6 separate regions of the Mus musculus genome follow, and all the other regions are linked to region 6. Evidence: chromatin contacts called from public HiCAR-type, HiChIP or PLAC-seq and promoter capture Hi-C data. All regions are on one chromosome and are shown on one strand. The core of a region is the stretch at or near the end of the contact, and the rest is flanking DNA. Distances in the headings are between cores, read along the strand shown.

Evidence for each region. Promoter capture Hi-C pulls out the DNA fragments that hold promoters and counts their contacts. HiCAR-type assays count read pairs that join an accessible place to other places. HiChIP or PLAC-seq counts read pairs in DNA pulled down with a chosen protein or histone mark.
Region 1: an H3K27ac HiChIP or PLAC-seq map of embryonic stem cells shows a contact between it and region 6, with 34 times the contacts expected there. The contact joins the promoter of Magel2 here to the promoter of Snurf in region 6. A contact is called at or near these places in 3 of 39 promoter capture datasets (cranial neural crest and embryonic stem cells), 1 of 15 datasets of contacts at CTCF or cohesin (stem cell-derived epiblast-like cells), 10 of 484 Hi-C or Micro-C datasets (cerebellum, embryonic stem cells and reprogramming fibroblasts), 9 of 115 datasets of contacts at active chromatin or transcription factors (embryonic stem cells, stem cell-derived epiblast-like cells, stem cell-derived neural progenitor cells and 1 more) and 1 of 9 other capture datasets (embryonic stem cells).
Region 2: a contact with region 6 is called in a HiCAR-type map of astrocytes, with 15 times the contacts expected there. The contact joins the promoter of Mkrn3 here to the promoter of Snurf in region 6. A contact is called at or near these places in 1 of 39 promoter capture datasets (embryonic stem cells), 1 of 15 datasets of contacts at CTCF or cohesin (stem cell-derived epiblast-like cells), 4 of 484 Hi-C or Micro-C datasets (differentiating embryonic stem cells and embryonic stem cells) and 9 of 115 datasets of contacts at active chromatin or transcription factors (astrocytes, embryonic forebrain, embryonic stem cells and 2 more).
Region 3: a contact with region 6 is called in an H3K27ac HiChIP or PLAC-seq map of embryonic stem cells, with 4 times the contacts expected there. The contact joins the promoter of Gabrb3 here to the promoter of Snurf in region 6. A contact is called at or near these places in 1 of 115 datasets of contacts at active chromatin or transcription factors (embryonic stem cells) and 1 of 9 other capture datasets (liver).
Region 4: a contact with region 6 is called in a promoter capture Hi-C map of embryonic stem cells, with 9 times the contacts expected there. The contact joins the promoter of Ndn here to the promoter of Snurf in region 6. A contact is called at or near these places in 2 of 39 promoter capture datasets (cranial neural crest and embryonic stem cells) and 4 of 115 datasets of contacts at active chromatin or transcription factors (embryonic stem cells and stem cell-derived neural progenitor cells).
Region 5: a contact with region 6 is called in a HiCAR-type map of astrocytes, with 7 times the contacts expected there. The contact joins the promoter of Peg12 here to the promoter of Snurf in region 6. A contact is called at or near these places in 1 of 39 promoter capture datasets (cranial neural crest), 1 of 484 Hi-C or Micro-C datasets (embryonic stem cells) and 2 of 115 datasets of contacts at active chromatin or transcription factors (astrocytes and embryonic stem cells).

The regions. Positions count from the first base shown.
Region 1 is chr7:62,375,358-62,378,916 of GRCm38.p6, reverse strand. It overlaps Magel2 (melanoma antigen, family L, 2), which reads right to left and starts at 1,938. Exons shown (of 1, transcript NM_013779.2): 1 at 1-1,938. The coding sequence starts at 1,567. All of the region lies in intron 1 of Gm32061 (predicted gene, 32061), which reads left to right.
Region 2 is chr7:62,418,666-62,422,180 of GRCm38.p6, reverse strand. It overlaps Mkrn3 (makorin, ring finger protein, 3), which reads left to right and starts at 2,028. Exons shown (of 1, transcript NM_011746.3): 1 at 2,028-3,515. The coding sequence starts at 2,140. The region is part of intron 1 of Gm32061 (predicted gene, 32061); the gene reads left to right.
Region 3 is chr7:57,589,579-57,592,728 of GRCm38.p6, reverse strand. Gabrb3 (gamma-aminobutyric acid (GABA) A receptor, subunit beta 3) reads right to left here and starts at 1,556. Exons shown (of 9, transcript NM_008071.3): 1 at 1,374-1,556; 2 at 1,157-1,248; 3 at 891-958. The coding sequence starts at 1,453. It also overlaps a transcript of Gabra5 not described here.
Region 4 is chr7:62,346,561-62,349,768 of GRCm38.p6, reverse strand. It overlaps Ndn (necdin), which reads right to left and starts at 1,492. Exons shown (of 1, transcript NM_010882.3): 1 at 1-1,492. The coding sequence starts at 1,361. The coding sequence ends at 384. All of the region lies in intron 1 of Gm32061 (predicted gene, 32061), which reads left to right.
Region 5 is chr7:62,462,324-62,465,949 of GRCm38.p6, reverse strand. Peg12 (paternally expressed 12) reads left to right here and starts at 1,440. Exons shown (of 1, transcript NM_013788.2): 1 at 1,440-3,626. The coding sequence starts at 1,603. The coding sequence ends at 2,454.
Region 6 is chr7:60,003,581-60,006,768 of GRCm38.p6, reverse strand. It overlaps Snurf (SNRPN upstream reading frame), which reads left to right and starts at 1,570. Exons shown (of 10, transcript NM_033174.4): 1 at 1,570-1,733. The coding sequence starts at 1,720. It overlaps Snrpn (small nuclear ribonucleoprotein N), which reads left to right and starts at 1,570. Exons shown (of 10, transcript NM_013670.4): 1 at 1,570-1,733. The region is part of intron 6 of Snhg14 (small nucleolar RNA host gene 14); the gene reads left to right.

The sequences.
Region 1 (3,559 bases), core at 689-3,188, 2.4 Mb before region 6:
GTACTGTCTGGGGCACCTGTGGGCCTGACTGTGGCACCAAATGTATCTGAGCAACTGGTGGTACTGTAGACACCTGGCCTGTTCCTGGTACCCTCGGGAGCAGTAGACGAGCCTGTGGAGCCTGCCGCAGTGGAGGTGGGGGTGGCAGGACCTGCCACAGCTGAGGCTGGCTTGCTATGCCATGTGGAGCTGGTCTGATAGGGACCTGTCGGATCAGTGGTGGGGCTTGCCTCATCACAGGTTGGATCTGACGGATCATAGGAGGTATCTGGCGAAGCAATGGAGCTGGTCCAGGTCGAATGGGTGTGTGACCAGTACGAATGGTTGAGTGCCCTTGGCGCCCAGGTTGAGTGGCCTGCCAGGCTATTGTGGGGGCCTGCCAGGTCACCTGTGTAGCCTGCCATGTCAAAGGCGTTGCTGGCCACCCCTGGGGGGTCACCTGCCAGTTGGGTGTGGTGGCTTGCCAGCCTGGGGGTGTGGCCAGCTGTACCTGGGGGGCTTGTGGTACAGAGGGAACCTGTGGAGGAGCCCTTATGACTTGAGACTGGATTTGTAGGATCAAAGGCTGACCCTGTGGGGCCCAAGTGGCCAGAGGCTGCCCAGGGGGCAGCACTGTCTGAGCCATTGGTGCTCCTGATACTGGAGTCTGAATGATTGGACCTCTGGCACCTGGAGGATGGATCATCACGACACCAGGACCTGGAGGCTTGGCCATCGGAGTAATCGAAGGTGCAGGCTGGGTCATCAAGGCAGCCTGTGGAGGTGGCTGGACCATCGGAGCTCCCGGAGCAGGCGGCTGGACCATCAGGACTCCCGGTGTCAGCTGCTGGGCCATCAGGACTCCTGGAGTTGGCTGCTGGGCTATCGGTGTCCCCGTAATGGGAACATGCGGCATTGGAGTTCCATGTGGTCCCCCATGGACCATCGGGGCTCCATGAGTGAGAGGATGCACCATCGGGTTCCCCGGTGGAGGATGGGTCATAGGGTTCCCAGGAGGAGGATGGTGACCCATCGGAGTCCCAGGAGGAGGTGGGTGGGTCATTGGGGTCCCAGGAGGAGGAGGAGGAGGAGGGGGAGGAGGAGGAGGAGGAGGGTGCGCCATCGAGGTCCCGGGAGGGTGTGTCATCGGGGTTCCTGGGGGAGGAGGATGAGCCAAAGGGGCCCCCGTGACAGAAGGATGTAGCATCAGGACTCCCGGAGTTGAAGACTGGGCCATGGGGGCTCCCGGAGGGGGCTGATGGACCATCAAGACTCCAGGAGTTGGAGGCTTGGCCATCCCCCCTCCGAGCGGTGGAGCCTGGACCATTGGGGCCCCTAGACCAGGAGGCTGGGCCAGCTGAGCCACTGGGGCAGGCAGCTGGCCCTCCGGAGCCTCCCAGGCAGGTTGAGGAGCCTGCCAAGCAGCCATGGGAGCCTGCAAGTCCACTGGAGGTGGATCCCAGGGGACAGGAGGAGCCCGGGAGGAAGCAGGCGGAGCCCGCATCAGAACCGTAGGGCGGCTATGGACTGCAGGCACTGGGGACTCCGGAGGGCTGGAATCCCCCAGATTCGTACTTAGCTGCGACATGTCCCTTGCTTGACTGGTGGTGGCCCGTCTCCGGTTGCTGCGCTTTTTCTTCCAGTGCTGAGCATGCCGACGTGGCTGTCCAGGATCCCCCTCCAGCTTGAAGGCTGAATAGGAAGCCGGTGCAGACTGGCGTGTTCCGCGGTTCTCTCCGCAGCTCTCAGCGAGCGCAGCTGGGCTCTCTCAGCAGCTCTCAGCAAGCACTACCTGGCTGGCACCGCAACTCTCAGCGAGCGCTGCCTGGCTAGCACCGCAGCTTTCAGCCAAGTGCTACTGCCTGGCTTGCTCCGCCACGCAGCTCACAGCTCTCAGCTCACAGCTCGCAGCGCAGCTCACACAGAGTGTCGGCTGGCTCTGCAGCTCTCCGCAGTAAGAAGGAGGGGGGAGGGGGCTCAATCCCGCCCCTTCCCCGCCCCCGACCACCACAAGTGGATTGTTCAGAGGGGCGTCTACCAAAGTCCCGACTGACTCAATATCCCTTCTCCTGCGGTATAGATCCTCAACTAAGCTAGTTCATACTCTTTAAGCAAGAGTTTATATAGGCAAGTGATAGGGACAGATTTACGGTTCAAAAAAAATCACTGTGCTGCATTATGAAGTGGGAATAAACCACTAGCAACATGGAACATGTCCAAAGGTGGGGGTAGTGGTGTGGTCTGAGCTCAGAAACGAAGTACATTGACGTAAGAGGGACTGGGGAGCTATTCGAGACAGCTATTACAATTTAACGAAGGTGTAGAAAAAAATGACTGTATTCAGGTATCTGTCTCGGGTGTGTGAATTTCCTGGAGTAGTTTATTCTGTCAAGTAACTGAAGGGCAGGAAGCACATGCAGGGTAAGGGGAGTTGATGAATATTTGCTAGGACATGAGTCAGTCAACCCAGGGATAACATAGGTGGTCTATTATAACTGTATTCATTACGAGGATCCGAGAATCAAGTTTGCCCATTCTTTATCAAAACATAGTAGTAGTAGTGGATACAATTGTTTAAAAGTGTGTTCAGAGGGGGGAAAATCTAAACTCATCTAGAAGAATACTGACTACATCGTAGAATCGGGTAGAGAAAAGACGAGCCAATTAGAGAGGAAAGAAAAGGAACCTTGGAAGTAAATTAACAGAAATTCACGGAGGCAGAAGTTTAAACGCGGGAAAATCAACTTCTAAAGTGGGTGAGATGAGACAATAGAGTGTGAAAGACATCCTGAAAATAACAATAATTAAAAAATGAAGCAATGTGCTGGAAATTAGTTCTAGAAAAATGGAGAGTATAAGAAAAGTTTTCTGGAAAATCAGCTAAAAAATGGACATATACCATGTTAACAAATAAAGAGGTACCCATCAAAATTACTGCATATTGGTATTCTTTCTCCCCAAAATTAAGTGGCAATCTCAGTTTAGGTCAAGTTTAGTGGTTTATAGACGGTAACTAGCATTATGATTCCTTTACAAGGAGTGGTTTGCAGCCTAGGGCAGTCGTCCAAGGTGAGGAAAGAAACCACTAGGGGGCAGAAGAGAATGTTGAAGGCTGTACCCAACTCTTAACATACCTTCAGCACATGCTCCTAAATAGTTTTGTTGTTGTTGTTCGTTTTTAACTGGTGGGCCATAAAGAAGAAATATGCCCCAGGATGACTGACCGTTTGTTAAATAATTATGGCAGAATTTGGGGCTCATATTTCAGAGACCATCCAGTCTTTGAAAGCATGTTACACCAGAGATTCATGACAATCTCTCACTTCTATGTACATGCAAAACAAGGTTGCCTTCTAAGCAGAAATGACTTTCCATAGAATGAACACTTCAATGTTGTCATGATTTTCAGTTTTATTCTTCACCTCAGGTTCATAGCCCCGATCTCTACAAGAATTGTGAAATCGGGGGAATACAATCCTTTGGGAAGAACCTAGAATAAACACAGAACCCCTTTGCTCTCTTTTATGAGATATGCCACATGGCCATTTCTAACTGTGGGTGGTTTGAGGAAAACAGGCTC
Region 2 (3,515 bases), core at 779-3,278, 2.4 Mb before region 6:
TGAAAGAATGATGATCAAACAAGTTTTCCTTCAAAAATATTGCATGTTGATCATGGAGCACCTATTATGTTTAAGTAAAAATGAGTTTCAGTTGATTACAATGAAGTTCACAGAATAAAAAACCTTAATTGCCACAAATTCAATCCACTTCAAATGTTTAAGTATCATTTATCCCTGTATACATGAGACACAAATTGTTCTTTTCTTATTGAATTTTTGGACATCAAACTTGATAAATATGCATACAAAGCAGATGAGTTTTCTATATACAAATAGCATTTTTGCCTGTTAATGAACTAATTACTTTCTGCTTCTAACAAGTCTTATTCCTTTTCTTTTCTTTTGCTTTTTTCCCTCTATTGTACAAGTGGGCACTTTAAAACAATATAAGCTTTTCAACCTTTATGTTCATTTCAGAGTCCACATTTTAAAATACCTCATATCAAAATTTTCTTAAGCATATGTAGAACATACCTAATAGATCTTTATTTTTGTTTCTGATATTTTTACTAATCTATCTATCTATCTATCTATCTATCTATCTATCTATTTATGACCATTTAATGAAAGTTTCAAGTTTCATATTCAAATCTTTTCCCCACTCTCATCTGCTAGTTCTTACTTAGGTCTTTTATAAATTAGTGGCACTAAAAACATCTCATTGTTTTGAGGTTTCTTATTACTTAATGTCAGTTCTTTTGAAGTATGTGATGCTGGAGATCTGAGCCTTTTATTATTTTCCTTCATAAGTTACACAAGAAAAATTTTGCCTATTCTATTGTTCTTATTTCATGTTTACTTTGACTTCATCCCCCCTTATCTATATTGTTTGATTATGTTCCTCTTATCTTGTTTTATCGTTGTTGGATTTATTTAGTTGAGACTTATATTTTGAGTTGGATGATTATATCATATGCTTTCAGAGTTTTTTAACCTTAGGTTGTGAGACTCCTTCCAATAAAATTATTTTTCTGAGCATAATTTCATTTTTTTAAATAGTAAATAAAATATTTGAAGCATTGCTAATTCAAGTTAGTGGGTGAGGAAAGGAAGAAAGCATGATTATTACTAAAAATAAAAACCCACGTAAAACTATACTATAAAATTTAGTATGCCACTGTAGTAAGTACATGTAGCAGTGTAGAACTACATATAAAATTATTAGCCCAATAGTATATATCTGCAAAATGAAAAGAAAAAGAAAAAGAACTGGCTCAGTGCAGAAATGGAAATGAGACACTTTGGGGTGCAAAGAGGAGCTGGTATTATGAAAAGCTCTGTAGAGCAGAATGGGATGAAAAGGAAGGCAGGGAACAAAGGGTCTCCGAATCCAACCAACAGAGAAAAGTTAAAGCCTGGGTCATTCTCAGACCTTGCCTTATTAAGTCTTCATCAGGGTTGGGCAAAGTCCAGGCTTCTACATTGTTGGGGGTCCGGGAGAATGTAACAAAGGCAGGAAAGTGAAAGGCTCTGAGTAGCCTCGGGGCAGGGGATTCCCTCCTAATTAAAGTGCACGCAAATTAACCCTTCAAGGGAAAAAAAGACCCAAAGAATCCTGTCAGATCTACAAGCATTGAAGGAGAAACGCTTTGGCAGGGACACTGTCCGATCTTAAAAATTAGTAGCCTATAAACAAACGACAGAAGAAACTGAAAAATAATTTTTAATGTGAGTGAAATGTTTTATGTTCAAGCAGCAGACGGTAAAGGCAATGTGTGTAGCGTTTTCTTAACACACACACACAAATAAACTGCAATGTATACAACTGAAACCTGGAGAGTTTAAAACATCAACCTTGAGGGGAAACACTGTGGAAACGGGGATTGGGGGGTTCAGAGTCGCACTTAGAAAGCCGGCAGAAGCCCATCCCAGTGTCTCAAGCAGAAACAGGCACGCGAAAAACATGGCGGAAGCAACTTCCGGTGAAGCCCTAGGAATGGTGTTACAACCGGAAGTGTCCGCCTGCCTGTAAACAGGTAGGAACTAAAGTTTCCAGGGAACGGGGAGCAGGTGGGAAGACAAAAATCGATGCACTTCGCTCCGAGAAGAAGCTGGTCGAGCCATCTCCAGCTCCGCAATTCAAGCACAAAAAAGATATAATATTCGGGTTTTTGGACAGTGTTAGAGGCACGCTGTAAGATGGAAGAGTCTACAGCTCCCATTGAGGCCCACGCGGCCGCCGGCGCCGAGGCAGGTGCTGAAGGGGGGGAGGGTGTGTCTGTTCCCCCCCCTCCTCAGTTTGAGGCTGCTGGAGCTTCTGCGGGAGTCAGCTCGGCCCCTCTGCAGCAGGCATCGGGTCTGGCACCGCTCCTGGTGACTCCAGGCCCAGCGATCCGGCGCGCGGCGAGTTTGAGGCCAGCGCCAGCCGAAGGGGGCGGGGCCCGGTCTGGTCCGGAGCGCAACAGTGGCAGCTGGACGAAGCAAATCCTCTGCAGGTATTATCTGCATGGGCAGTGCAAGGAGGGCGATAACTGTCGCTACTCTCACGACCTTTCTGGGCGGCGGAGATCTAGGGGGGGGCAAGATGCTCAGCCTCGGGCCTCTGCAGACAGAGGACCCAAGATGGCCACTCGCTGGGAGCCCCCGACTCAGGAAGTGGCGGAAGCCCCCCCTGCTGCATCCTCAAGCTCCTTGCCTCTGATTGGCTCGGCTGCTGAAAGGGGCTTCACTGAAGCTGAGATTGACAATGCAGGCATTCGCTCAGCTGCTGAAAGGGGCTTCTCTGAAGCCGAGATTGACAATGCAAGCCTTGCAGCAGGTGCTGCAGCGGGAGCGGGTGCAGAAGGCTGGGAGGGGGCAATTGAATTTGTTCCTGGACAGCCTTACCGAGGTCGCATGGTCCCCCCGCATGGTCCCGAGGCTCCTCTGCAGAGCCCGGCAATTGAGAGAGAGCATATGGCTATGGGCATGGGGATGCCGATGCCAGTGCCAATGCCAATGCCAGTGCCAATGCCAGTGCCAATGCCGCTGCCGCTTTGCCGCTATGCTGCCCGGGGACAATGCCTCCGTGGGGACAGGTGTGCATACCCCCATGGAGAAATATGCGACATGTGCGGGCAGCAGGCCTTGCACCCTTGGGATGCAGCTCAGCAGGAAGCTCATAGAAGGGCCTGCGTTGAAGCACACGAGAGAGATATGGAACTCTCTTTTGCTGTGCAGCGCAGCATGGACAAAGTGTGTGGCATCTGCATGGAGGTGGTCTATGAGAAAGCTGACCCCAGCGACCGCCGCTTTGGCATTCTTTTCAGCTGCAACCACACCTACTGTCTTAGGTGTATCCGCAGGTGGAGAAGTGCCACACAGTTTGAGAACAGGATCAGTAAGTCCTGCCCACAGTGCAGGGTCTCCTCTGGCTTTGTCATTCCTAGTGAGTTTTGGGTGGAGGAGGAAGAGGAGAAGGAGAAACTTGTTCAGCAGTATAAGGAGGGGATGAGCCAGAAAGCGTGCAGGTATTTTGCTGGAGGCCTAGGTCACTGCCCATTTGGAGAATTCTGTTTTTACAAGCATGAATACCC
Region 3 (3,150 bases), core at 307-2,806, 2.4 Mb after region 6:
TAATAAGAAAAACATACAAACTCATATTCTCAGCATTGTTTGACCAAAAGAAAAGTTGCCAAATGATTGTTCTAGAAAAATATTGCTTCCAAACACCCATTCTTAGAATTTTTATAGTTCCACTTAACAGAAAAATGAAACCTGTTTCCTAAAGTCAAGGCATCACTTAGCTACTTATTTTCTGGCGCATTAAGGGGGGAGGGGGAGCACCGTCTCAGCCTGTAGGGCTACTGATCTCCTCTTTCCACATGTCAGAATATTGACTCTTGTCAGCACATACATAAACCCTGACACTGGAATGCCAATCTTCCAGAGCCCAGGCAAAGCCTCCCTCCAGAGCGCGGGTCAGGGATCCGTCAGCACCTAGGACAGCGCCCGGCGGAGGAAGCCGGGCCTCTAAACAGAGGCTGAGGCTGGGACACCCACCAAAGAAGCCTCTAGACACATACTACAACCACTTGCTCTTCTCTCCTGCGATCCGCAGCTCTTTCCAAATGACAACAAAGGAAATCCTAAGTACCTTTCACCTGGGGATGCAAGCCGCCCCCACACCCAGTCTCTCTTCACAGCGCTCAGCGCCTGTTGCTAAGGGAAGGGAGAAAGCACTCTGGAAGCCTCGCGACCAGGTGACAGCTCTCCTGAAATGCCTGGGTGCATCGGGTAGCGCTGAGGATCCGGACTCTGGGCCAGTCTAGGACCCCGCGACAGGCCCGGCGCCCACGAGCGTGCAGGGAACAGGGCGGGCAGGAGCCCAACGCCAGAGAGCGCGGCTTCCCCTGCGGGCCAGGAAGCCAAGGCCGGTTCGGGCCTCCAGCCCAACAGGGGAGATTTGTATGGGCCCAGGCGGCCGGATAGGGCCTGGGACAGCTTGGGGAAGCGCAGGCACTCACCATGTTGACTTCAGAAACCATGTCGATGCTGGCGATGTCGATGTTCATCCCCACGCAGACTGGGGGACCTGCGGGAAGCGCAGCACACCGTGATCAGCCAGGCTCCAGCAGGGGGTACGGGTGGCTCTGAGGATTGGGGGGTTCGCAAAGGACCACCCACCCCACCCCGCTGCAGCTCCGCGGAGGCCGCCCCCGCCTCCCTCTCCACCCAGACCGCCAACACGGTGGATCGCGCTTCCCGCAGCGGTCGCGCGCATCCCACTTACCCCCGAAGTCGGGTCTCAGGCGAATGTCGTAGCCTTTCAACAGCTTGTCGACCGTCTCCTTCACAAAGGACATGTTCCCGGGGTCGTTTACGCTGAAGGAGGGGCACATGGCACAGAGAACAGGGTCAGGCAGCGGCTCACCCGCCAGCGCCCGGCGCGCACACAGCGCGCCAGCTCGCGCCCGGCCCGCTTCCCGTCAACCCACCAGCGACCCTACCTCTGAGCGCAGCAAACCACCGCCACCAGCACCGGGGCCGAGAAGATGCCGAAAAGCCTTCCTCCCGCAAAGCCCCACATCCCTTCGCCGCGCCCCGGCACGGGGGAGGGGGCGCCCCGCCGCCGTCGCGACCCGCAGCCGGGGCTGCTGCTGCTGCTGCCGCCACCGCCGCCGCGCTGGCCCGGAGCGGAGGAGGCGGAGGGGGAGGGGGAGGAGAGCAGGGGGGAGGAGCGGGCCGGGAGGGAGGAGCCCTGGCGCGGGTGCGCTGGGCGGGCGGAGGCGGGGGCGGAGCCGGACAAGAACAGCACCCGCCCCCTATGGGTCCGCGGTCGCTCCGGGGCGCCGGCGCCCTCCCAAGCCGCGGCAGCGGCCGCACCGGACTCCCGGGGAAGGGCTTGCGTGCGGCCGCAGATCCGCGCTGGACACTGCGGGCGAGGGCCACGACTGCGTGGCGCCTTGCAGGGCGGGGGATGGGCCACGGAGCCAAGTCCTCAGAGCTTGCAACGGCCGGGCGAAGGATGGGGCCCGGAGTGCAACGCACCGGCACCAGGGACATAGGAAGTGCTCCACATCCCTCGCCCTATCCCACCCTCCACCTTCAACCCCCGCCCTGCTCAGCGGGAGAGCCAGTGGGCTTCACACCGAGCCTTGGCGCTCTGCCTGGTCCGGATCCAAGCTGCAGAGCTCTGAGGTAGCCTCATCCTCACCTGCTGGGCTCAGATCCTCGCGTCCCCAGGGTCCAGGAAAGCCAGATTGGCAGCAGCAGGGCCTGGAGCCCGGAGCACATGGCGCTGCTCCTCTAGCCTAACCTGAGTGGGAACTGCTCCACTCTACCGTCACTGAGCTAGGAACCAACGGCGACGTGGGGATCCCCGCCTCCCCCTACCCCGCCCCTACCCCCACCCGCGGGCTTTCCCGCCTGACCCATCTTCCAGCCCTTTGCATGGCGGCAAGATTATCTATTTATCAAATATGACTATGAAAAGCAGTCTCCTTAAGCTGTGCCTCTCCTGCAAAACCAAGTGAGTGCCGAATCCTTCCTGCTCACATAAACGCATTCATAATGAACCGCAAAGAGAAATCTTGTCGAAAAACTGCAATTCAAGCCACACTTAAGAGACCCTAGCTTGTCATTATGAAGATGAGAAATAATGTGCCTTTTCTGGTGCAGACCAGATACATCCACCCTTATTTGAAGGTAAATATCTTTGTTTTCCTTGTGACAGGACTCCATTCTTTAGTAGTCATTAGAAAACTGCTGGAATATTGGTCAAAAACAAGCACCAGTTGGTACACACTCTGATTTTATATCGCCACTGTTCACTCGCTAGTGCACATTCCACCTGTACATCACTAGAGTACACCCACTGGTGCTTGCCCCACCCGTGTGTCACTATTGTACACCTAAGGAGTGCCTACTCTCCTGTAGACACGGGTTGCCTGTTTTTCTATAGTTAAACCATGCGTCAAACAGGGAGCCCCACAAATCAGGTCTGTTTCTAATTTCTTTAGTTTAGGCGTCCAGGATGCGGTGAGTGCATAGTAATATATGACTATTTTCCAGTATTGGCTCGGTTTTTTTCTCCTATATCTTTTTTTTTTCTGTTACCAGATTAATGTAGGTAAATATCTAAATCTAGACTTTTATTCTCAAGCTGGCATTTTTTATGTGTGCATTAATTTTAAATATCTCTGCTTTTCTGAAAATCAGCAGTTTTATTTATAGAACTGTAGATGTGACTGCATTACCTGGAAGGTTCAGAGATAAATATAGCTC
Region 4 (3,208 bases), core at 243-2,742, 2.3 Mb before region 6:
CTCTTGCTCAGGTCTGCGTTGCTGTTAAGTCCTGCTAACTCTCCAGGGCCTTCTTTGTCGATACAGATCATCAGTCCCATACAAAGAACAAGATACAGAACACCTCAATGTATTTCACAAGTTTAGCACAGCACATCTCTTGTACAAAAATGCACGAAAGCACAAAAGTGAAAGTACCAAATACTTATCACACATGCATCAATCTTAAACACTACACGAGTACACAAATGAATAGCATTACAAGGTACAAAAGCACTGTATGGAAAACTTAAAAATTATACATGAAATACTGCACTGTGGATTTGGGATACTCTAATGACTCAACCCCACCCTTACACAGCCCTAGTATGGGTCAGAAACTATCAGTGTGCCCCTGGACCTTTTTAGTCCTCAGAGACACTGCTGCGGGGGGCCTGGGCAGCAAGATTAGCCTCCCGCAGAGCTCTGGCCTGCTCCAGAGCCTCCCTGTATCGGGAAGGCCACGCCTGGGGATCTTTCTTGAAGACTCTGGCCAGGAACTCCATGATCTGCATCTTGGTGATTTCACGGTTAGCTCTGGACCCCCAGAAGAACTCGTACTCGGGAGGCTCGATGTGGGGCACACGCTGGTACTTCAGGTAATTCTGCTGGACGAACTCCTCGGTGATTATCTTCCTCACGTCTCCGAAGGTGGAGTGCTTCTTCCAGGGCCTCAGCCCCAGGATGCGCAGCACATTCCAGACCGCACCCTCTCTGGCCCCGCGGCCCTTCACATAGATGAGGCTCAGGATCATGAGCAGGAGGCCTGTCATGGGCATACGGTTGTTGAGCGCCACCCTGTCTAGCTCCTCTGGGCTGAGGGCTTTGACCAGGGCAAACTCCATGGTGTGGAGATTGGTCAGCCTCAGGTGCAGCCCGAACACTCTGGCGAGGATGACGCTGGTGCGCCTGAGGATGCTTCTGCACCATTTCTTGTAGCTGCCCATGACCTCTTTCACCATGTCTGGAAACCAGAGGACCATCCTCTTCTGGTCCTTCACCAACACGTACCACATGAGCTCGTGCGCCTTCTGCACCAGCTGGGCAGGGGCTGGCGGTGCTGGGATCGGCCGGGCTGGACTCTGGGGCTGGTGGGCGCGGCCCTCCTCTGCGGCCTGCTGCAGGATTTTAGGGTCAACATCTTCTATCCGTTCTTCGGGCGGTGGCGAGGCCTGTTGGGCTGCCATAGGGCCTTCGGGAGCGCACGGTGGCCCTGCGAGGTTAGCGGCCAGAGAAGCGGGAGGAGGGATCCCCACCGGAACGGCATCGCTGTCCTGCATCTCACAGTCGGGGACCTCGGCTGCAAAGTTAGGGTCGCTCAGGTCCTTACTTTGTTCCGACATGTCTGCGCCTTCGGATCAGAGCAGGACCGATGCGGCTTGGAGCTCTTGGAGCGGGCACTCCCTCGGTGGAGACCAGCAGAGGAAGTGCGCTTTACTGAGCACTGCGCCTTCCGCAGCAGCGGGCGGGCGGGGCTGATGCGATATTGCGCATGCGTGTTGGGAAGCCAGAAGGGTGGTAGGGCTGGAAAGGAGCGAAGCAGCAAAGCCCAACCACTGGGGTCTAAGGGAGGGTACCACTAGGCTTATGTAAAAGATTTCCTGGTCTCCTGTATGGCACAGAACTAGATGATGGTAGGGAAAGAAACAAGTTGAAGGAGAAAGATGTAGCTGAGATGGTGAAGTTAAGTTCGGACACACTGAGTTTGTGCAAAATCAAATTAAATGTGAAGGTCCTGGAGAAAGACTTAATTCTTGATTTTGGTTTTTCTACAAAAGAATAAGAGAAACAGAAATGACTTTTTTTTCTTTTTTCTTTTGGAAAGCTGTACCTTATGATGATGATGAGTTGTTTAAGATTGGAATATTGAGAAATTATTAATAGAGATAAATTCTTACATATCTGAATGCAGATCAAACAAGGAAGAATGTAAAGTGTAGTTACAGACACTGGAGATAAATCCATGTGAGATTTGAATGTTCTAGAAGTAGTAGATTCATATAGCATAATTGATGGGAGTTTAAAATTTTAATTAAAATGAGACTTGGTTCAGTGGTTAAGAGCTTTTGCAGTTCAAGCATGAGAACCAGAATTTAAATCCCCCAGGCCCCACATGAAAATGAGGGATATATAAAATATATATATATGCATTCATTCATCATTGGATGCTCAGTTTGTTGGTTTTGAATTATTTTAATAACTATAGATTTGGGCTCTCCATTTCTATTAGGTCACTTTGTTTTCATCTAAAGCTTCCGTTAAGATTCTAGTGGAAAATGATCAACATATTTATTAATACACATTTTATGACAGTGTATTTTTCATATTTTCCCACTACCTTTTTGCCCTGCTCACTGCATCTTCTGCGTTTATAAGAAATCTTCTACTTCTTAAATTATGTCATTCACAAATGACTAATTCCATGTTGGGAGCACATCCAAATCTTTCCCAATATATTTTAAATGCAGCTCTTTTCGATACCTAACAGTCTCTCATGAATAAGATGCAACATATTGGTGTCCAAAAATAAAAAGGTAGATCGAGAGGTCATCTAAAGCTGATATTTCCTCAAACTCTCCTTTATACAATGACCATTGTTGAAGCTTCCAAAGCCAGAAGTCCTTAGATTTGATCATCTTTCTTGTTCTGAAATAATGGAATTCCTTAGCCCTTCTCATCACTTAAAGCGGACAGATTTAAGATATCATGTTGGCATTCCTAGGTTCTAAAATATGTTTGTTTAGATATAACAGCTATCTTTTACCCAGAATAGTTATGGCAAGAAGCGATTCAGAGTTTTCCAGATTTGAGAATATTTGCACATGTACAATAACTTGTTTTAAACTCCAGCCTAGACGTGTTATTAGTTTGCTTCTTATTGACATTTTTGAAGGCAACACTTTCTCTCAGTTGTGATCTACTCCGCGAGCTCTGATGTGGAATTTTTCACTTGTGACATCCTGCATATCCTGGAAAAAGTTTCAGATTGTATATATTTGAGATTTTATGTGTTTGGGCTAAAAGTGCTCTAGTTCTCTGATGCTCATTAATTGGAACTGTTTTTCTGCAAGTGGGTTGAGTTTGAAGAATTTTCTGCACTAGATCACTATGTTTATATATACAGTGTATTTACCATCTTGTACTCAATGGATTCATGAAAACAAGTCACAAGTATGGGGCTGACAATCTT
Region 5 (3,626 bases), core at 191-2,690, 2.5 Mb before region 6:
AGAGAAGAAGACGGATGTTTCTAGGTGAATATGTCACAAAATCTCTTAACAAACAAATAAATATCCTTCAGCCTTTAAAGGAAAAGATAATATAAAATAAACAAGTGAGGCTTACCTCAAATGTTCAAGGCTGATTCAACACTTTATAACATTGATTCATTCATTCATCTTATCCATGCCTGAAAAAGGAAAAAGGGACATTTTAACACATGAAGAACCCCCAGTTTTATAAAAGCAACACTCAGTCCTGTTACAAACTATAAAATAAAACTATAAATAGAAGGGATTTTCTCAAACTCATAAAGTGTCATGTCCCATGATGACTAGAAACTATTCTTTCGCTATGAGAACAAACAAACTTGTATCAGTAAAAAGAGTAGGCACAAATATGTAATTCAGAATGGAAATCCTGGGGATAGATTGAGAGTGAGATCATCAGTCTATTCTGACAACAGTATAAAAGTATAATAATCACAGAGCAATTACTTTCAAGAAATGATGATGGAACGAGAAGCACCCTTATAAAACTGTGAGCCTTGATAATGATATGGCACACGCATTCAGAATGAGTCAACCGCAAATGAGTTTATTGGTGAGATCTCAGAGCAAACAAAGGGTTGATTCATCAAGCATGAACACTTACGAGTTAGGCTTCTCTAAAACAGTTCAAAATTGAGATTCTATAAGAGACAAGTTTCAACCTTGGAGCATACATATTTACAACAAAAGAACATCAGTATAGAGTGATTAAAAACCACAACCAAATAAACAGAAAACTCACTGAAGAAAGGAATTTGAAAAACTAATATAATTATCCAAGTTCCCATTCAGTGGGTGTCAGAAATCTTGTTTTAGATTGATATTCCCAACATTCTTTCTACTATCAGCAAATGACAATGTAGTACCCTCTTTGCCCTTAAAGAGCAAAATGAGAACTATGTAAAAATCTAGTTGGCTCTTAAAGTAAGATTACAGTTTTTTTCTCAAATGTATGTTACTATTTCATGTCTCCAATGTGTGCTTATTTGTCTCAGATGCCCATTCTAATTTTCTTGCTCACTATAGCAGATAAAGCTGGGTTGGAACATGTCTATTCATCTAGTGTTTTTATGGAATCGTTACTTTCTTCTATGAAACAAAACAGAAAAGTTTTTACAACATTTTAAATCACTGTAGTTTTAGGTACAAACTTAAGGCATCTCATTCTGTTTGTAATTGTTTGTATACTAAACCGAGCATCGTCTGCCTTCTGGTGGCCCGTAAGTTGAACAACAGTTTCTTTGAATTCTGCTAGAGGAATTTCAGCATATATGAGTCCCTCTGGTGGCAATGATTAGAACAGCAGCTGTAAGAACTTTTCAAAAAAAAAAAAAAAAAGTTCACTTCTCTTAATCAAGAATGAGAAGCCCAGGTTCCGGCTCCCGCGGCTCTAAGGCGCGCGCTGTCCCTGCCCGGAGGTCCCAGCTTCCGCGTCCCAGACTTGGCCTCCACCCAGCCTGGGCCTCCGCCCCGCTCCCTTCCCAGACGCGTCCCGCCGAGCCCGCGGTCAACCGAGCCGCCAGTGACGCCCGCACAGCCACGGGGACCCGGGCGGGGGGAGCCATGCCGTGCCGGAGGGAAGAGGAAGCCGGCGACGAGGCGGAGGGGGAGGAGGACGACAACAGCTTCCTCCTGCTGCAGCAGTCCGTGACTCTGGGGGGCTCTGCCGACGTGGACCGGCTCATCGCCCAGATCGGCGAGACGCTGCAGCTGGACGCCAGGCACGATGGCCCGGCCTCGCCATGTGCTGCCCCGGGCCCCCCGCCCGCGCCCCCGCGGGTCCTGGCCGCGCTGCCGGCGGACAAGGCCGGGGCCCCAGCGAGGCGGCTGCTACGGAGAGCAGCATCAGCGGAGGCCGGGGACCCTGCGCCCCCGGGGGCTGTGCGCTGCGTGCTGGGGGAGCGCGGGCGCCTGCGGGGCCGGGCGGCGCCCTACTGTGTGGCGGAGATCGCCCCGGGCGCCAGCGCGCTGCCCCAGCAGCTCGGCCTTGAGGTATCCCCGGGGATGGGCAAAGTAAGCATCCCGCAGCCACTGTCCGGCCGGTGCCGGCGGGGTTGGCTCCGGAACGCAGCCGCGTCCCGCCGCCAGCAACAGCGACGCGGATCTCAGTCGGAGACCCGCACGAGTGACGGCGACCCGCCCCGACTCCTGCAGCAGCTCCTTCTTTCGGGAAACCTCATCAAGGAGGCGGTGCGGAGACTTCATTCGCGAGGGCTACAGCTACAGGCAAAGCTTCCCGCTCACTCGTTCCTCGGGCCTTTGTCAGCCCCGGTGCATGAGCCGCCTTTGCCCGGGAGCCCCCGTGCAGCCTGCAGCGACCCTGGCGATTGTGATGGAGGGCACAGCTCAGAACTAGGGACGACCTTCTTGTCCCTGGCAGCTAATAACCCCGGTGGCCACAGCACCAACCTGTAGCAGGGGACCAAGGGATTCACCCAGGACTTCACCCAGCTGGGGCTCGTAGAGGAAAATAAGCTAAGGAAGACAGCCGAAATATCGCAAATATTTCCATGAGTTGAGAGACCCAAACTGTTTGAAACCCACGAGTTAGGTTTGTTTTAAAACATTATATAGGTAGAGCGCACCGCAGGCTGTCAGCAGGACTTCTTTTTTTTTTTTTTTTTTTTTTTTTTTTGGCATAATCCAACCTGGTCGCTACAATTCCGCGCAGACTCTCCGGGCCAAGCAGGCACCACGTGGCCACGGTTCATGCTCTCAGAATCGACTCAGCCAGCTATGGAACGAAGGACAATGATCCCCGTTACTTGCTGTACTTTCCAGGACTGGTTCCTGATCCACTTTGGGGGAGGAGGAAACAGGAATGGACATAATTTCGGGGAGCGCCCCGAAATGCCACACTTGAACATTTTATGACAGTTAAAAGACCATCTCATCTTTTGCGGTGCTGGTTTCAATGTAAAACATGAGGTACCACGAGAGGACCCTCTTGGGGCTGAATAGAAGTAACCGTTATTTGTCTGTCCCCTCTTTTTTCAAAGGGTTGCTGTTAGCAGAGTGTTGAAAGAAAGCTGTATCCCATGAGTGTAGGGCGGGAGGCAGCAGTGAGCAGTGCTGGGTGATGGAAGGGCATGGCGAAGCACCGAGTGAACCCTCCTGCCTTTGTAAAGTGTGTTTTTAAAGGACACCCATTCCTCTTTGGGTTCAAGGTCAGTTTCCTGGGTGTGTTCCGTGTAGTGGGACTTCAGCACAGACACTAACCGAATTGCCTTGCTGAGGGATGAGCACACTGTTTTGCAAATGCTGGAGTCCTTTAAGGGCTCTCCTGCCATCTCTGGGAGGGGGTGGGGTGGCTGGTATTGAGTGTCTGTGCTTCTGGCCCGAGGCCCCCTCCCCTTCCACTCCTTCCAGCTTCCAGACAAACTGCCTGGAGACAGTGACTGCATTCCACCTTTTCCCCCTTGTTTCTGCTGCTCTACTCAAGTGGGGTGACGCTGCTGATGCTAGGGGCCCGGATAGGGGGCTGGGGAGGCTTCTCATAATGGGCACTCCAGGGACACAGTCTCACACAACCGTGTATAATGAGCTCTAGGGGCCGGCTCTGCGGGGAACAGCTGCAGTTCTCTGGA
Region 6 (3,188 bases), core at 321-2,820:
TGACACATCCTGTTTCAAAATCTCCCCATCTTGGGAAAACAAAACAACCCCCTCCTTCACTACCACCCCAACGCCCTCTACCCTGCCAAAAAAAAAAAAAAAAAAAAAAAAAAAAAAAAAAAAAAAAAGAACAAAATCAGGCATGGTGATCCCTTGCTGTAATGAGGGTAGAAGGCTTATTGGCTTATTCTGAGTTTTAAGCCAGTTAGTGCAACAAAGGAATTTCCAAGCACACCTGGGGTAGATTAAGAACCAGCCTCAGAAAAGCAACAACAAAATACACACCCTGCAGCGCTGAGCTACACTCCACCATTCCTAGCCCTAGTCTATTGTCTTTTCATTTTTCCATAAGTAGTCTGTCCTTGTGATTTTCATTTGCATTTCCATGGTGACTGACAATAGTATCTAATTGTTTAGTTCTATGTAAATAGATTTCTTCAGCTGTTTTCGAAAGTTCAGGTTTTGGTTACATTTAGAACTGAATGTATCTTCATTGAAGTTGAATTTAGGATGTTTGCGAACTGGATGCTAGCTCAGTGCGGGGGGAAGGGAAGTAGAGAACTTCCAACTTTGTTAGAATACCTCATTAACAGTTCTTGCAGGCCCTCATTAAGCTATGCTAAACCCATGTAAATTTAGCTTCCTTAGTTTTCTCCTTGCCATTTTGTTTTCCTAATCTTCAAATAATTGCATATTGAAGTTACTACCACAATAATACTTTTACTAGGCAGACAGGAAATTAATAGGTCAAAAGTAACTGAAATAAATTCTTATATATGTATCCACAATCTACAAAATGTTTTTGTTTTTGTTTTTAGATATTGTTACAAATTGAACCTGGCCTTGAGTATGCAAAAATACTGCTTTCTTAGAATAAGTTTCCTAAGAGCTGGAATTACTGGATGGCATTTCTATGAGGTCATATATTTGTTAGTAAATAGTGTCTACTTTTCACCCCCCAGGCATAACAACATTTAGGAAGCCCTGTCTCTAAAACCAACAACAACAAAAGAAGCAGATACATAAGTTTCATAACTGAATGTTCTTCCTATTAAAATTTAATCACACCATGATCTGGAGGAAATAGTTTTCTCCCAGTCATATGTTCTAACACAGAGAAAGAAAATACAAGTAATACTACATTAATGTAGAATGTAGAATTAGGAATCAGGATAACTTTTTTTTCTGTACAGAATTTTAAGTATCTGACAATTTGGCTGGGCTTCATGTTTGATTGTGTGTGTGTGTGTGTGTGTGTGTGTGTGTGTGATACACTATGTAACATGATATAGCCTAGAAACCAGTCTTCCTCATATTGGAGATCAAACCTTTTTTCCTCTCCCACATAATAAAAATCTGTGTGATGCTTGCAATCACTTGGGAGCAATTTTTTTAAAAAATTAAATGTATTTAGTAATAGGCAATTATATCCATTATTCCAGATTGACAGTGATTTTTTTTTTTTTAATACACGCTCAAATTTCCGCAGTAGGAATGCTCAAGCATTCCTTTTGGTAGCTGCCTTTTGGCAGGACATTCCGGTCAGAGGGACAGAGACCCCTGCATTGCGGCAAAAATGTGCGCATGTGCAGCCATTGCCTGGGACGCATGCGTAGGGAGCCGCGCGACAAACCTGAGCCATTGCGGCAAGACTAGCGCAGAGAGGAGAGGGAGCCGGAGATGCCAGACGCTTGGTTCTGAGGAGTGATTTGCAACGCAATGGAGCGAGGAAGGTCAGCTGGGCTTGTGGATTCTAGTAGTGAAAGTGCATCCTATTTGACCAAAACATTCTAGATTTGGGCTTATTAAGATTTTTGACAACCCAGATACCTTTATTTTTGAGAATTGGTGAGCAATCCTTTGGAGCCGGCAGACGGACTCCTTGGGTGTGTTAGTGCGGCACCTGCGTGTAACGCGTTGCCTTTATTATGGTGGTCTGAGGTTGTGACTGGGATCCTGGATGCAGGAGCTGTGTTGCCGCAGCGTGGGGGCTCCAGGATGCGGGACCTCTTTTGTCGCGGCCTCTGGACTCCTGGAAGTCAGAGCTGTGTTGCCGCGACTTGTAGGTCCAGAGATTTTGGAACTATTAACTGTGTGGCCTGTGGCCTCCAGAATGCCGGAGCTCTGTTGGTTCTGGGGGTGGGTGTGGATAGAAGTTCTGTTGCCGCTGCAGGAACCTGTAGAGTCCGGGATTTTGTAACTGTTACTGTGCGGCCTGTGGGCTCCAGGATGCAGGAGCTCTGTTGCCGCAGCCTGTGGGCTACGGGGCTGGGTGGACACTCTTGTCCAAGGCTGTGGCTCTGTTGATGCAGCCAGTGGGCTACAGGGCGTGGGAACTCTGCTGCCGCAGTGTCGCAGTCTGTTTTCTCCGCGGTGTGGGGGTGGGGGTGGGGAGGGAGCTCTGTTGCCGCAGCAGCCTATGTGCTACAGGGCATGAGAAATGGGCGGTCGCAGCTTGTGTGGTCTGGGGGATGGGAGCACCTTCAGGGGTCTGGGGAACTGGAGCTGTGTGGCGGTGGCCTGAGGGCTGGGAGCTTGGTTGCCATGGCTTGTGTGTTCAGGGTGGGGGCTACTGGAGTGCTGTTGCCGCGGCCTGCGGGCTATGGGGGTGGTAGCTCCATTGCCACAGCCTGTGAGCCTAGGGTAGAGGGAGCGGTAGCTCTGTCGCCTCTTAGTTCATGTTTGGGGGAGCTCTGCTGTTGTGGCCTTTAGGCTGAGGGTGCGCGCAGGGTGTGGGGGATGGGGGCATTCTGGGAGCTCTGTTGCTGCTTCATGTGGCTTCAAGGATGTCAGAGCTGTGTAGTGGTGGTATGGTAGGGTGGAAGGTGAGCGCTAGTGGGTGATTTTCTCTGAGATCTCTATAACTACTTCTCAAGATCATGTGGTTGTGTGGCAAAAAGATACTTGCAAGTCAGAGAAGTGATTGTGTGTCCAGGTTGGTTGCAGGTGGCCAGAGTGCTTCTGGTTTGGGGCCTTGGAACTCTGACCCATGGATGGAGGTAATTACCGTACAAAGTCTGGTACTGAGGCCGTAGGGTGTCATTTTTAGCCCTGCAGTCCAGTGGCAGTCTGCTTCTGGGTGCTTCCAGGGTGGGGTCTACTGAGGTAGATAAACGGAATGTACCAATATTGGTGGAGGGGGGAGTTGTTGAGAAGAGAACCTGTGTAGAATGGCCAGACCTCACCTT